2 separate regions of the Oryctolagus cuniculus genome follow, and region 2 is linked to region 1. The links are chromatin contacts, called in public Hi-C maps. All regions are on one chromosome and are shown on one strand. Each heading gives the region's core, a stretch centred on a gene start, on an enhancer-like site or on the middle of the called end of the contact. The rest is flanking DNA. Distances are from core to core; before and after follow the strand shown. Region 1 overlaps CCNL1 (cyclin L1). Region 2 overlaps KCNAB1 (potassium voltage-gated channel subfamily A regulatory beta subunit 1).

Region 1 (7,261 bases), core at 3,526-6,025:
TTCCTGAAGACGCCTCTAGCTGCCTTTCCCTCCCCTGTCCCAGGTAGTGTCATCTCCCAGTCAGGGCTTCGGGCCATGAACTGGGGAATCAGGGCTTCCTGCGTTTGTCCTGGGCCAGCTGTGGGGCGGGCTGCAGGTCGCACTGTCTCTTTGGTCTTGTTGGGGTTGGACTGTATTTGCCCCCCAAGTCCTCCCCAGGGCCAGGATGAGGGGCTGCAGCCTCAAACCCTCTTCTGTCCTGGAATCAGCCATCGTGCGGCAGCGCTCAGCTGGGCTCAGCCTGGGAAAAGTCCTGGCTTGACGCCACCCTGTCTGACCTCCCAGGAAGGTGCTGAATCCAAGCCTCAGGAATGCATCCTGCCAAGGGCTCCCTTCCCTTCCTCTTCTAAAAAACGAGTTATTGGAAAGACAGAGATAGAGTGTGCGGGGAGATCTTCATCAGCTGGTTCACTCCCTAGAGGGCACCACAGCCGGGGCAGGGCCAGGCTGAAGCCAAGAGCCCAGGAACGCCACCCAGGTCTCCCACATGGGGGGCAGGGGCCCACGTACTTGGCCCGCCATCCACCCCCGCCCAGGGTACTACGGAGCAGACAGCGCCCAGTATGGGCAATCTGGTTCCAAGCCAGAGCCTCCTCTCTTCTCCATCCGGGTTCTCAGTCTCTCTCCTTGCAGTGTAGACTGGACTACCGCCTCCACTCACCAATCCCGCAGGGCGTCAGGGCTGGGCCGGTGGAGAACAGCAACTGAACTGTGACTCTCATTCCTCAGCCATGTGACAGTCAGGCCGGGCGCCAGAGCAGCGCTGAGGTCAAGCCGTGTGCCAGGGGGCGGGACTGGAGGGCGCTGCTCCGCGGGTGGCCGGCACCCTGGCCCCTGGAGCAGCTGCGTCCCCCACCCCCACCCCCACCCCCGTCCCACCGCCACCTCTCTGCTCTGAGGCCGCTCTGTGAGGCATCTCCCCTGCCTCTGGCCCGCCCTCACCTTGCCAAGGCTGCTTATTCCCACACCTCAGGTCGTCACCTCTTGCCACATCCCCTTCAGCTCCACTTGGAATCGTCCGTTTCCTTAAACATGAGCCCTCATTCTGCAAGGAAATTCTTTTTCTTTTTTTCACGTGTGAGTGTGGGCACCGCCCTCACCTTTGTGGACTGAATACAGGTATCTGTGCTGTAAACACACTTGGCCTTCCGGAGAGGAGACGGGGTGTGTGCTCAGCTGCGGGGGTGAGGGTGGAGAGAGAAAGGCCTGCTGTTCTCCGCTGCCAGGCCCGGCCCGGCCCGAGATCGGATCGGGACCTGCCTGGTGTTTGGTTGGGTTTGCGGCCTCTCTGCCTTGCCACCTTGCTGGGCACTCAGGCGCTCCGTCCGGAGGCACTTTTTCTTGCAATCCTCGTGGCGCGGTGAATAGCCTTTTGTGTGCCTTGGATGTGCCTGTGCAGTGCCCCGGGGAGGGGCCGAGCGTGGCGCCCACCCTCCCATCCACCCGGCTCACGCACGTGGTCCAGGGAGCGCGTGAACAAAGGCATGCTTGGCCCCGAGGGAGGCTGGGGCAGGGGCTGGCGCGGAATGTGCCGGCCCTCCCCGCCGGGCTGCGGAAGGCCGCGCCGCGCCGCAGCGGGGGCTGCAGGGCTGCTGCCCCCCGGCGGTGGTTCCGGAGCCGGCGCGGCGACCTCAGAGCTGACCCCTCGGAGTCGCCACCTGCCTTGGAGGGAGGAGCAGCCGGGGAGAGTCTGACAGCCCGCCTCTGCCGCGGGGAGCCCCTTCCCTGGCCCCTGAGTGGAGCAGTGAGCCCCACCCCATCCGCCGGCTTCCTGGGCCTGATGTTGTGAGAAGCAAACATTACACTCTCCGAGGAGACGCTGGGCGAAGCTGGAGGTGCCGGTTGCACCCCCGACCTCATTTCCCATAAACATTCGTGACCTCGTGCCGCCCCCTAGTGGCCAAACTGCTCCTCACCAGTCATTTCCGTTCAAATCATAAGAAAATTTTAAATAACGAAAGTAATGAATAACAATACATAGTAATGGTCCAGCCCTATTCTTTTCGTTTTTATATTGTAGTGCAACGTATAAATTAACTATATTTTTTTGACCGAGGAAAGGGCCCATGGAGGCAAAAGTGCACGATGCGGACCTTGGAACCAAAGTGGGAGGCCTTGGTGGCCGCCCGGCCGCTGGCGGCTCCTCTGAGCCCTCGGAGCCGCCGCCTGCCCGGGCCTCGCCGAAAGGGCCCAAGCAGGGCCCAGCCGGCACACCGGCCGCTCCTCGGGCCCCTGGCGGCTGCAAGGCGTGTGTTAGAGGCGAGCACTCGGGGACTATGTTCGTGTCTGCCTCGTGCGGCCTCACGGGCTGCTCCCCTCAGCCCTGGGCGGGGGGACTGTCCTTAGTTCCCCATGAGGAACTCGGGGTCCCAGGTCACATGCCGCGAGGAGGGAAGAGCTGGAACCCAGATTCTGACGTCAAACCCCGCAGTTTCTGAGTTCCACACCGGGTGGGCCCCCATCCTGGCGGCGCCAGGAGGAAGTACGCACGGCAGGGAGCAAATGCGGCAGAACCGGACCCAGGGGCCACCATCTGGTCACCATGCACCCGGACCCGCGGAGAGGCCCTGCTCCAGCCCCGGGCAGGTTCTGGGCTGCAGAGCCTTTCCGTCTCTCTCCCCTCAGCAGCAGCGTGGGCGGAGAACGGTGGGACTGAGGAGGGTGCTGTCCACTTGGTGCCACCTGTCCGTCTTGCTTGAGCGAAGCCCGAAGCACGACAATGAACCACACTCAGGTCAGAACACGCTCTTACAAAACACACTTTTTTTTTTTTTCCCAAATTTATTTGTTTGATAGGCAGAGTTACAGAGATGCAGAATCAGAGAGAGAGACAGTTCTTCCATCTGCTGGTTCACTCCTCAAATGGCCACAACGGCTGGAGTTGGGTAGTTCTGAAGCCAGGACCTGGGCCATCTTCTACTGCTTTCCCAGGCCATAGCAGGGATCTGGATCAAAAGTGGAGCAGCTGGAGCTCGAATCAGCGCCCATATGGGATGCCGGCACTGCAGGTGGTGTCTTTAGCCGCTACCCGCAGTGCTGGCCCCAGAAACTCCCATTTCATAAACATCCCTTGTATCGATCACACACATCATCTCGTTAACCATCGCAAAGACCTCATGAGGTCAGGATTATTTGCCTTGTTTTACACAAACACATGGAATAAATGAGGTTCAGAGGTTTAAGAGTCTTGCCCAAGATCCCAAAGCTCATTAGCAGAGAACATATTCAGGGCACGCTGAGAGCTCCAGCATATGTCACACCCACGAAACTAGAGCTTGCCTGGCCAGGGACACTTCTGGACGCTTCTCTGCTTTGGGGCGGAAGAAGTCCCCAGCGCCGTCTTGGGTGCGTGCCTGTGGTCTTCCATCACCTGAGTGATCCGATCGCTGAGTCACAGAGCTTTGCCTGCGCCCAGAACTGCCCCTTGTGTACCCCGCCCTCCACTGCACACAAAGGCCAAGTCATGACTACGTCAGTCCCGCTGGCCTCGGGCGGCCGCCACGCACATCTAGGCAGCTGTGCAGAGAAGGGCTTAGAGCCAGGGTGACCTGGGTTTCAATTCCACCTCGGCTACATTTGCACAGAAAACCACCCAGCTTCTAGGATGGTGATGGGGGCGTGGCGAGGTGGAGCAGAGGTTAGAGTCCGGCTCACCTGGTCTTCGCGTGCTAGGGCCGTTGCTGGTACCTGGCAACCCTGAGTCCGGGAGCCCCCACGGGACCCAGGCGCCTCCTCAAATTCCCTCCCACACACAGCTCTGTGACTTCCTGAAGGCTCTGGCCTGCAGCCAGGGAAGCACTGTGAAATCAGAAGAATCCAGTGAGCCTGTGTGGGCACCAGGCTGCTGTTCTCTCCTCTCTGACATATCATTGCTAATAACCTAGCATTTCCTCATATAGTGCTCACAATAGCCCAATTCCCAGTTGGCCCGTGCAGAGACACATCACGAGTGAGCAGCCAAGCGGACCTGGAAGTCCAGTGGCGATTCCCAGTGCCCTGCGTCCAACCTCCACACCCTGCTGGTCACTGGACTAATGAGGCGTCCCCCCAGGCATGAGACGGGACGGCACCCCCAAGGCTGCAGCAGAGAGCACGGACTAGGCTCTCGTGCTTGCTTTCCTGGCCTTTTCTGCGAGTGAGGAGACAGGTACAGCCTTCCTCTGTCCGCACAGGAAGTGCTCCGTCAGTATCTGAGGAATCAGCAGCAGGAGGGTAGGTGTGGTGAGCTCAGCAGCAGGAGGTGCAGGGAGCGCTAGACCAGGAAGGGGTGTGCCCAGGAGGCAGACGGTCAGCGCACCAAAGCTGTGGGCAAGTTCTGGTTCTCCCGGGTCCTGTTCTGCATGCTAAGGTGCCGCTCTGCTGCTCGGGAGGCATGAGTCCATATCGAGGCTTTAGCTCCTACGTACCCCTTGCGTCACAATGAAAGGCTAACCCGGGGAAGATGCCCACGGAGCATGGGTCACTAGACAAAGCACAGAGGAGTGGCCAGCACCGGGAAGGAGAGGCGGCACGCCCCTGATGACCCTCCGGCGCTGAGTCAGTTTGACAGCCACTCACTGGTGGTTGTGGTGCCTCAGGGGTGGATGCTGGGGTGGGCAAGAGGTGGCGTTGCTAAGATAGTCCAGGCCCACACCCATGCCCCGTGGCTGCCCCACCCGTGCCCTGGTCTGAGTCAGGCACCAGCAAATGGAAAGCGTTTCTTAGAAGCGGGAGGAGGCCTCCGTAGGGCCAGCCCTAGCACGGGTCTGATAGAAAGCCTCCAAGCCATCCTGGCACAGTTCAGCCACAATGCAGCCTCACCAGCACAGGCTGCAAGGGGAAGGGTTATTGAGGGGCATTCATTTCTATTATCAAGATCGCATGGGCCGAGGCCAGGGGCACCCAGGCCAAAACAAGCAGACCTTGCCCGGGCACCATCCCCAGGCTCTGGTCTCACTGTTCTCTCCCAGTGTGCCCCAGCTCAACTGATGCGCCTTGACTGCGATGGTCAGTGCGACCCAAATAATTACCGCCACACACCCCGCTCCCACTTTAACCGGTTCTGTTTATGGCCGTCGCCTTGCTTCCAACGCAGAGTGAAACAGGATGGGTTTTTGTTTTTGTTTTTGTTTTCCTCCCACAGGGTGGAGTCACTGAGTCCCATCTGCTGGGGAGTTGGTTGTTTAAACACCCCGCCCAGTGCTGCAGTTTGCTCTGCTCTTCCTAAGAGCAGTCCCAGTCCAGACTGCAGGTCCTTGTTCGAGTCCACTGTGACCAGCTGAATGGGCCGCAATTTGCAAGAGCTAGTTAAGGTCCTGCTTCCATCACCAGCGTCTCCCACGGCCTCCTGAAATGGCAACACGGTTCTTTGGCCTGTCCACACGTTCATCATCAATGAATATTTAGGAAGTGCTCCCACCACAGTTGCTTGCCAGTTCTGAAGCCAGATAAGAGATTTTATTTTTTATTCTGTTGCACAGGGGGTTTAGTCAGTAAACTGAGTTTAACTTCTGAAAGCCTTCCTTTTCCTGGAAAAAAAAAGTCAATTTGGTTTTCCACATGAAAGAGTAAAGCTTTTGCCAATGCACAGGATTCCTCCAATGATCCTCTTGGTTTCCAGACAGCACTTGTTCTCCGAAACCCCCAAATTACGTTATTTCTTGTGCTAAAAACACTTAAACGTCAGTTGAACACTGGTTGAACTGGTGACTTGTGGCCACTTGTGAATCCAACAGATGGTTTCATTTTGTCTGGCCCATGCTCTCGCCTTGCATCCACTCCACCCCAAGAGCAAATCATGCAGAGACAGTATTGCTAGAATGACTCACCGAGGGAGTCCGGCCCTCACCAGGGTTCAGCCTCGGCCTCGCACTTACCGCTCATGGTGAAGGGAGCGTGGGGGACAGCCTGCCACCTCCCCAGCTTGCACCCTGATGGGAACAGGAGCTGCTGAGCTCCCGAGTGTGAGTGCGTGGTGGGAACAGCCTGTCAGGTCCTGAATGGCCCCAGGGTTCTTGGGCACTAAACGCCATGTTATGTCCTTTCCAATGTGAAAATGCTCTGGGTTGTGCACTTGGCATTTGATTCTTGTTTGAGACACGGTGAACCCGACTGCCCCAAGAAAGTCACTCCCTGGGAGTCAGATGCGAGGAAAAGGACATTAAGCATTTCAGGCCTCTGGGGAAAGTGTTCACATCATCAGGAGCTTCCAGGGGGCTGGCTGGCCTTGATCTCAATGTTCTCAGTGCCTGACACACTGTAAATACCCCATAAATATCTGTGAACCCACTTCAGTTCATCTCGGCCACCAACAGTCATTCACTGCGCATTAACTGTTTTGGCTCCCTGGTAAAGACTCAGGATATAAACAGTTGACAGGGACAGTCTGGGCTCTGGAGTTTAGTTGCAGAAATAGGCCAGGCACAAGACACCACACCGGCCAGCACCCAGAGGTATGTCTTAATTCCTCAGGGGACAACACAGGCTGCGGGAGGACTCCCTCCACCAAGGTCTTGTTGGGGGTGGGGGGTGGGGGATGTCAGCTTTTCTGATTGCTGGGAATTAGGCTGCAATTTAAGGAAGTGAGAATAACAAATGTATCGAGTACCCCCCCCCCCATTCTGTTCCAGGGTCTCTCTACATATGTTACAGCTTCTCACCACACTGGAGAGGAGCCCAGCCTTCTTCACACACACAGGCAGAGACTGAGCCTCTGAGGAGTTGAGCAGTTCTCAGCGTGGTCAGAGTAGGAGGGCCAGACAGCCTAACTCCAAAACCCACGCCCCGTCCTCCACCGCTCGCTAGGAGCAGCAGTCTCCAACCTGGTCAGGGACCTTGAGACTTAACTGGAAGCAGTCTCCAAAACAATCAGTTCTACTTCCAGGAAGCAAAGGCCAAGCAGGGCAAAGCAGATGCCCTCCGGCTCTCCAAGCACAGCCCTGAATAGGGAGGGGATGGAGCCCCAAGGGTACTGGGATTGATCTCAAGACCTGGCTAGCTTGCAACCACCAAGAGCAGACAAGGCTAAGGCTTGGGTGTCTGCAGGCCAACTAGGCAAGTTCCCAGGAGCCCCCACGTGGAGCTCTGAAAGACCTGATGACTCCCATCCTGTTGTGTGGATACTTTATCACAACCTATTTCTCCCACCACTGGCTTTCGAAAGATGTAAAACGAGTTAGTAATTGTGAAACAGAATGGCATCTGGTGTGTAGTGCTTATACAAATAGGGCTGTTGCTATCTTTA
Region 2 (7,261 bases), core at 3,462-5,961, 1.1 Mb before region 1:
ATTCTGAAAAATAAACTAAAAGATGAAGAAAAAATGAGGCCGAGGCAGACAGAGAGAACAGGAAGGAAAGACAGAGCACACCACGGGCGGGCAGAGGGGCTGCCCGGGTGGATTGCTCTCGGCTCTGTGTTCTGCAGCAGCAGCAGACTCAGAAGAGGAAGCAGAGCCCTTGCAGCATCACAGGTCCTGCGGGCAAACATGGGCGCAGTTGCTAAGGAAGGGCAACATCTTCCCAACACGCAGGCCAGAGAGAAGTTTCCTTGGGCTCATTCTCAGCAACATCCTTCTAGCAAGCACAGCAGTGAGGCTCCTGGGGCCCTTTCCTGCAGAGCCCCTAACGCTACTAGGGGGCATCACTCACCTGACAGCACCACTAATCATTGTGAAGTCAGCAAAGGCAAAGTGGCTGGGCAGGAGAAGAAATGACCTTGGTTAACAGAAATGACATCTGTCCACTGGGATTATTTAGGTTTCAAAAATTTCCCAATAATGACTTATTCATTCTTTCCCTAGTACCTCTGTCTCTCCCATTTCTCTCTCTCTCTCTCTCTCTCTCTCTTTCTCTCTCTCTCTCCTCCAATGATAGAATTTGTCCAGGTTCATGGAATTAAATAATTGTTGCTTTTTTTTTAAAGTGCATGATTTGCCCAGCAAAGCTAAAATCTTCTATACCCTTGCTGAGCCTCAGCTCCTCTTCTGTAAAATAGGCCCAATTCACCCGACATTACAGCAGAATTGTGAGAATTACATAAGGCTGTGTATGTGAATGTGTATGCAGCTCACTGCCTGCCCAAGTGGGAGTCCAAGAGTTCCCTTGCTCCAACCCCCTTTGCAACCAATCCTAGGACTCTAGCACCTAGTCATCTTTAGAGTTCGAAAGAAAACGTGTGTGATCTACCTTAAGAAATAAGAGGAGGGGGAGCTGGCGTTATGGCGTAGTGAGTAAAGCTGCCACCTACAGTGGCACTGGTGTCTTATACAGGCACCTGTTCAAGTCTTGGCTGCTCCTCTTCCGATGCAGCTCTCTGCTATGGCCTGGGAAAGCAGCTGAGGATGACCTAAATGCTTGGGCCCCTGCACCTGCGTGGGAGACCTGGAAGAAGCTCCTGGCTCCTGGCTTCAGATCAGCGCAGCTCCAGCCATTATGGCCATCTGGGGAGTGAACCAGCAGATGGAAGATCTTTCTCTCTGTCTCTCCTTCTCCCTGTCTGCAGCTCTATCTTAGAATGGGGGTGGGCAATGAACATCTACAAATTGAATCCTGAACAGAACCCTCCTTTTCTGCTTGCATTTACCAAGTCTTTGTTTCTATCGGGATAGAGCTTTAGCATCTACTGAGAATGTGGGTTTTTATTTCGCATGTGGGCTGGCTTCCTGTTTCATCCAAATGGCAGCATTGGAATGAGCTGCTCTCCAAATGGTGCAATAGGAATATATCTCTTACGAACCTCTCTATTTCCAGTGTCTAGTTTTGTGTTTAGAACAAAGACATTTGAGATAGAACGAAATTCAAATGGTTAAAACTCCCACCCAGCACTTGCGGTACCTCTCCTATCAGCTTGTCCCAGTGGCTGAGAATTTCCCTAGGCTGGAGACACTGATCCTCAGAGGCTTCTGTTAGAATGGAAGTGGGAGGATGCTTGCCAAGGGGCTGCCAAGCTGACCCAAGCTAGCCGACAGCTGACCTAGAAGGAAACAGGCCATGGGGCGGGCATTTGGCACGGGGGGAAGGTGCCACTTGGGACAGCTGTGTCCCATATCAGGGTGCCTGAGTTCAAGTCCTGGCCCCACTGCCTGATTTTAGCTTCTTGCTAATGCTCACCGTGGGAGGCAGCTCACACCGTTGGGTCCCTACCACCCACATGGGAGATCCAGATTGAGTTCTGCGCTCTTGACTTCGGTCTGAGCCAGCTCTGGTTGCTGTGGGCATTTGGGGAGCAAATAGCAGATGGGAGCTTTCTGTCGGTCTGTCTGTCTTTCTCACGGACCTAAGCCAAGAGATGGGGAGGACCCTGGGTGTCTGGGCACAGCCTAGTGCTACACATTGACTATGCCCAGGGAGCGGAAGGAAGGTGCTAGAGGGGAGGGAGGGCTAGACAGACACCTCACTCACCTAGCAGGTTGCCTAACAGTTTCTCTCAAGATGTCCAGGCAAGGGATTGAAAGGCATCAGTAAACTGAGAGAGAGTTTTCAATGATCTTTACTTAAACAAAGATTCAAAAGAGAACACCTTTCACCGGTTCCATCATGGTGAGAATATGATGTTGCAGCACGACTTCCCTTCTCCCGAGTCCAGTCCTTGCTTCCCTGTCCTTGGAAGGAGACACCAGCCTTTCCTGCCGCGAGGCATCTGCTGGACACCCCGGAGACAGAGTTTCTCTTGCCCTTCCTGCTTTCATGGTTTACAGGGTTAACACAGCATGGACGTTGAACACGATAATTGCTCCCAAATTGAACTCACGATCCTCTTCCCAGCCTCCCTCTCCCCCACAAAACATCCTTGCCCCCACACATTCCTACGGCCCGTTCTTTTTAGGCAGTGCATGGTGCACTCAGAGCCGCTTGCAAACTAGCTATGACCATGACTGTGAAAATCAATAGCCTAGAAAAAAAAATGCTACCCATGCAGGGGGTTGCATTTAAGAAATGCCTACATGATTTATTTCAGACTGGCCTAATTTGGGTCAGTCACAGGGCCTGTGCTAATTTGCTCAAAGGCCTCTGGCTGTGTTTCTCCTTGCAGGAACACTTTTGGAGGTGCAGAACCTATGTGATTACTTGAAACCTGAGCTGGCTGCCGTGAGGGGCCTACAAGGCACAGGGAAAAGGGGCCTCTTGAGAATTTGCAGAATATGCTTGTTTCCCATGGAGTGGGGCAGAAATTCTAAATAAGTACATTCCAAAAGTGTCGGTTTAGATAGAACAGACTTCGGAATTTAAGCAGGAGTGAGTGGTGGCGCTGCTTGGACTTGAAATCACATTGGGGAGATAGAAATTCGATCTGTTTTGAAATCTCCGCTTGTGGTTTTCCAGGGTGGAAGTTGTATTGTTGTAGTGTAACAAAAACATTGGAAATTCAGGGCTTGAGGACAACACTACGTGACGCAAACCCATTTCCTCCTATAAAAGTTGTGGTCATAAGTTACATCTGAAAAAAAAAAAAAAAAAAAGAAGAAGAAGCATTTTGAAAGCTGATTTTCCTGACCAAAGGGCAGCCATGGGCTAAATGAGGTTTCGCCAAAGAGCTTTCTGAATTCACCTGCAGTTTCCAAGAATGCCACTAGGATGCACTATTCCATAAAGAAAAGAAACTCGGCTTGAAGGGCAGCTAGCAGGAGATCAGCACAAACGTAGATCAGAACTTAACTTTGAATCTGTGTATTTTCCTTCACTGGGACAATGGGAAATTTCATATAGTCAGAAAAAGAGAAAACATTATGCCTGGGGTTCTGAGAAGTCCTCATCCTATATCAGCCTTACGGTATTATAACCTAACCCAGGTAGATAGAGTTTTTTAAAGATTTACCTGGTTTTTTTTTTTTGGAAAGTCAAACAAAGGGGGAGACTGAGACTTTTCCATGCACTGGTTCATTCCCCAAATGGCTACAACCACCAAGGTTGGACCAGGCTGAAGCTAGGAGCCAGGAACTCCATCTGAATCTCCCACATTGGTGGCAAAGACCCAAGTACTGGGGTCATCATCTTCTGCCTTCTCAGGATGCCAATCCATATAGGTAGATATTTTGTAGATTACATTAGCTATGTCCAAGAGTTCCCCAGCACAGAGGATTCTAAGCCATAGTACACACGTCTGAGCATGACTGGTGGAGAAAGGATAGGTAGGTTTCTCACCCTCACCCTTCCTTCAGAGAATGTTCTGGAATGTGTGAAAAGGTTAGCTCACAGACCACCAATGTTCTCAAAACCAGGACCCTGCTGTCTGGCTCATGACCAGATTGGGAGGGATCCTTCCTCCTTTCTACCCACTGTTCATTTTCTGTTATCATGGGCTACCTCTCCAAGATGAATGCCTTTGCCTCCCCCAACAAGTGATTCCCCTGCCTGCCCTTAGCTAGGTATCAACTGAATCTCCCTAATATTTCACTGTGTCTGAAAAATACACATATCCACAGAAATGAATCTCGAATGGTGGGAGTCCAGGAGTAGAGGAGCTATTTTCAGAATTGCTATCTAGTTGTTAAGTCCAGCTCTTTTAAAACACTTTTTATTTAAAAAGTAATTTCAGACTTACAAGGTTCCAAGTATAATGTATATAAAGAACATCTGTATGCTCTTTATCCTTTAACATATTGTGAACATTTTGCCCATTTATTTTAACCTTTGCTCATGCTCTCACATGCTGGGTTCCTACAGCTCCCGTCCCCATTTGTTTTCCCAAGGCTTTTGAGAGTCATTTGCAAACCTCCCAAGCACAAGGATAGTCTCTCACATATCCTCTGTAAATTTTCATAATTTACATTAACTGGATACTTTAACCTACCATCCACATTCCTGTCAACCAACACAGTAATTCATGGCTTTTGTTGTATTTTTTCAAAGCCCAAGATCCAGAATTGAATCACATATGGAATTTTGTTGTCATTTCTTTTAGGTCTTGTTCAATCTGGATCAGTTCAGGCAGGACTAATTTTAGCGAGGGTGGCTGGGGAAGAGCTGTGACTAGCTGCACGTCCGCCTCTGGTTGGGAGGTGGCGCTGTGGGCTGTGCAATCACTGGGTGTATTCCAGGATCTCCTGGTCCAAGCTCCAGCTCCGGGGTTAAAGACTGTGTTCCAGGGCTACCCAACAAGGTCTACACATGTTTTCATCTGGAATGTTAGGTCCCAAGCTGAGGAGGCTCTCAAGGGTATGCCGCCCTTGTTGAGCCACGTAAACTCTGTCATCAGCGTTCGTCTGCTCAGCATGTCCACTAGGGTGTGGGTGTTGGTGGTGGCTGTGTCAAAAGTCTCCAGGAATGCACGGGGTAGTAGAATAAGGGTCTCTGAGTACTGGGAGGGGTGGCAGGGTGGGGGCAGGGAGCACAGAAGCAGTTAACACAGGACTGTCCCACCCCTATGTCAGGTTACCATGAAAGAGCTGGGCAGGAAACCACTCCAAGAGGCTGGAGCTGCCAGCTTATTCCAGGCTGGTCTTTGGACAGATGAGAGTATGCGTTCTGGCCTTGGTCCTGGTGAGCCCACTGTGGGAGGGGTTGAAACCACCAGGGAGATGCTCAGTGGGTTGTCTGTAGTCATTTTTCCCTACATGATATTCCTCCTAATTTGTTAAGGCAGAATGAGACAGAGGCTTTGTCGCCTTGGGTGTGGAATGTGCCGCTCATTAGGCATGGATGCGCTTGCTTTAGCATTTGAAGGGTGTGTAAGTAAGGGGTCAGTGATTCAGCCTGCTTGTGGAATTTCACAGCTCTTGGCATGCAGTGACAACACCTGCAGGCTGAGGCCTCTTGTTTCCTGAACCAACCACTGGCTAAGACTAGCACCTCTCTCTGCAATTTCCCAAAAGGTTCCCATTGTAACTTCTTTGTGAGATTGTTCAATTAGCTCCTCCTTCCACTCTTCCTTGTTTATTTCTATGTTATCTGTCTTTCCTGCTGGAGTATGAATTTCATAAGAGCAGGGATTTTATGTGCATGGTTAATTGTTGCATTCCTGCAATCTGACATCTAGTGTAGAACTTAGTAAATATTTACTGAATCAATGAATTATTAAGCAGGAGTATAACAAAGAAGCCTTCATTGTTTGCTGGAAGACAATCTGCTGGATGATCAGACACAGAGAATTGCTCCACCAGCCCGTAATCTCCCTGCCTCTTACTTCCTGATTTTCTCTCTACTAAAAACAGACCGGTACTTGATGGCATTATTGTTATAGGACATCAGTCCTTAAATCTTGGAATTCAAGAAACTTTGATGATGCTATATTCTACTTATAGGAATGTCATAGCCCACTTTATTTCTGTTTCTTCTTAGATATCCAGCTTGTTTCACTCTTTAGTCACTCAGCTGCTAAGTGTATGATATGTTATTTCATGTATCAACTTGCCTGAGCCATGGGCTGCCTAGACATTTGGTCAAAACATTATTCTGGGTATGTCTGCCAGGGTGTTTGGGGTAATAGTAACATTTCAATCAATGGAGTGAGTCAAGTGGATTACCATCCCCAGGGTAAGCCTGCATCATTCAGTTATGCATTCAAGGCCAGAATAGAAAAAAAAAAGGCTGACTAGACCATGACTAGAAGGGAACTCCTCCTACCTAACTGAGCTGGGATATCCCTTTTTTCCTGATTGCAGACTTGAACTTGACACTGCCAGCCTTGCCAATTCTCAGGTCTTTAGATTTGTACTGAAACAGACCATCCACTCTTCCCGGCCTCCCACTCACCAACCGCACCTCTTAGGTCTTCTTAGCCTCTAAAGTCATTAGCCAATTCCTCTTTTTTTAAGATTTATTTTATTTATTTGAAATACAGAGTTACAGAGAGAGGCAGAGATAGAGAGGTCTTCCATCTGCTGGTTCACTCCCCAGATGGCTGCAACGGCTGGAGCTGTGCTGATCCAAAGCCAGGAGCCAGGAGCTTCTTCTGGGTCTCCCACGTGGGTGCAGGGGCCAAAGAACTTGGGCCATCTTCTACTGCTTTCCCAGGCCATAGCAAAGAGCTGGATCAGAAGAGGAGCAGCCGCGACTCGAACCAGCACCCATATGGGATGCCAGCACTTCAGGTCAGAGCTTTAACCTACTGCACCTCAGTGCCAGCCCCATGAGCCAATTCCTTGTAATAATTCCCTCTCCCACTCTCCATTCCCCCCTCTTCCTCTCTGTGGTCCTGTTTCTCTGGAGAATGCTAATACAGATTTCTCACTACACTTTCCTCCAGAAAGTTCCCTGTGGTACCACTGTCCAGCCCCAGCCTTATTGGGTTCTTGAGTTACTTTGACGAGAAGAGGATACTCATGGGTTTCCCTCAGGCTGCGTTCCTTATTTCTGCTCAGTGTGGTGTTTCCCGAAGGATATTCTAGAAGGTGGCAGATTAGTGTCTAATACGCTCAAGTCACAGAGCTGTGGACTTATCCTTTTTCAACATTCTCATCACCAGCTCTTCATCCCCTTCCTACTGTTTGTCCATCAATCCTTTTGACTCACCATCCTTAAGTTCACTCTGCTTATAATTCTCTACTTCCATATCACTACAAGAGGGGTCATCATCTGATTGTGACAACCAGGTATCATGTCCCAAAAGGT

Evidence for each region. Hi-C and Micro-C count contacts between places; a contact is called where the count stands out from the background.
Region 2: a contact with region 1 is called in a Hi-C map of psoas muscle, with 6 times the contacts expected there. The contact joins two enhancer-like sites. A contact is called at or near these places in 5 of 6 Hi-C or Micro-C datasets (ear pinna, embryonic fibroblasts, psoas muscle and 2 more).

Annotation. Positions count from the first base shown.
Region 1 is chr4:123,698,860-123,706,120 of mOryCun1.1, reverse strand. It overlaps CCNL1 (cyclin L1), which reads right to left. Exons shown (of 13, transcript XR_011388092.1): 13 at 2,801-5,546. Among named protein-coding and RNA genes, the nearest start is that of CCNL1, 26 kb to the right of the region's middle. Within about 2 kb of position 4,775, at least 4 of the 8 cell types and tissues checked have an H3K27ac peak or open chromatin away from gene starts, as enhancers often do.
Region 2 is chr4:124,766,056-124,773,316 of mOryCun1.1, reverse strand. The region is part of intron 1 of KCNAB1 (potassium voltage-gated channel subfamily A regulatory beta subunit 1); the gene reads left to right. Among named protein-coding and RNA genes, the nearest start is that of KCNAB1, 44 kb to the left of the region's middle. Within about 2 kb of position 4,711, at least 3 of the 8 cell types and tissues checked have an H3K27ac peak or open chromatin away from gene starts, as enhancers often do.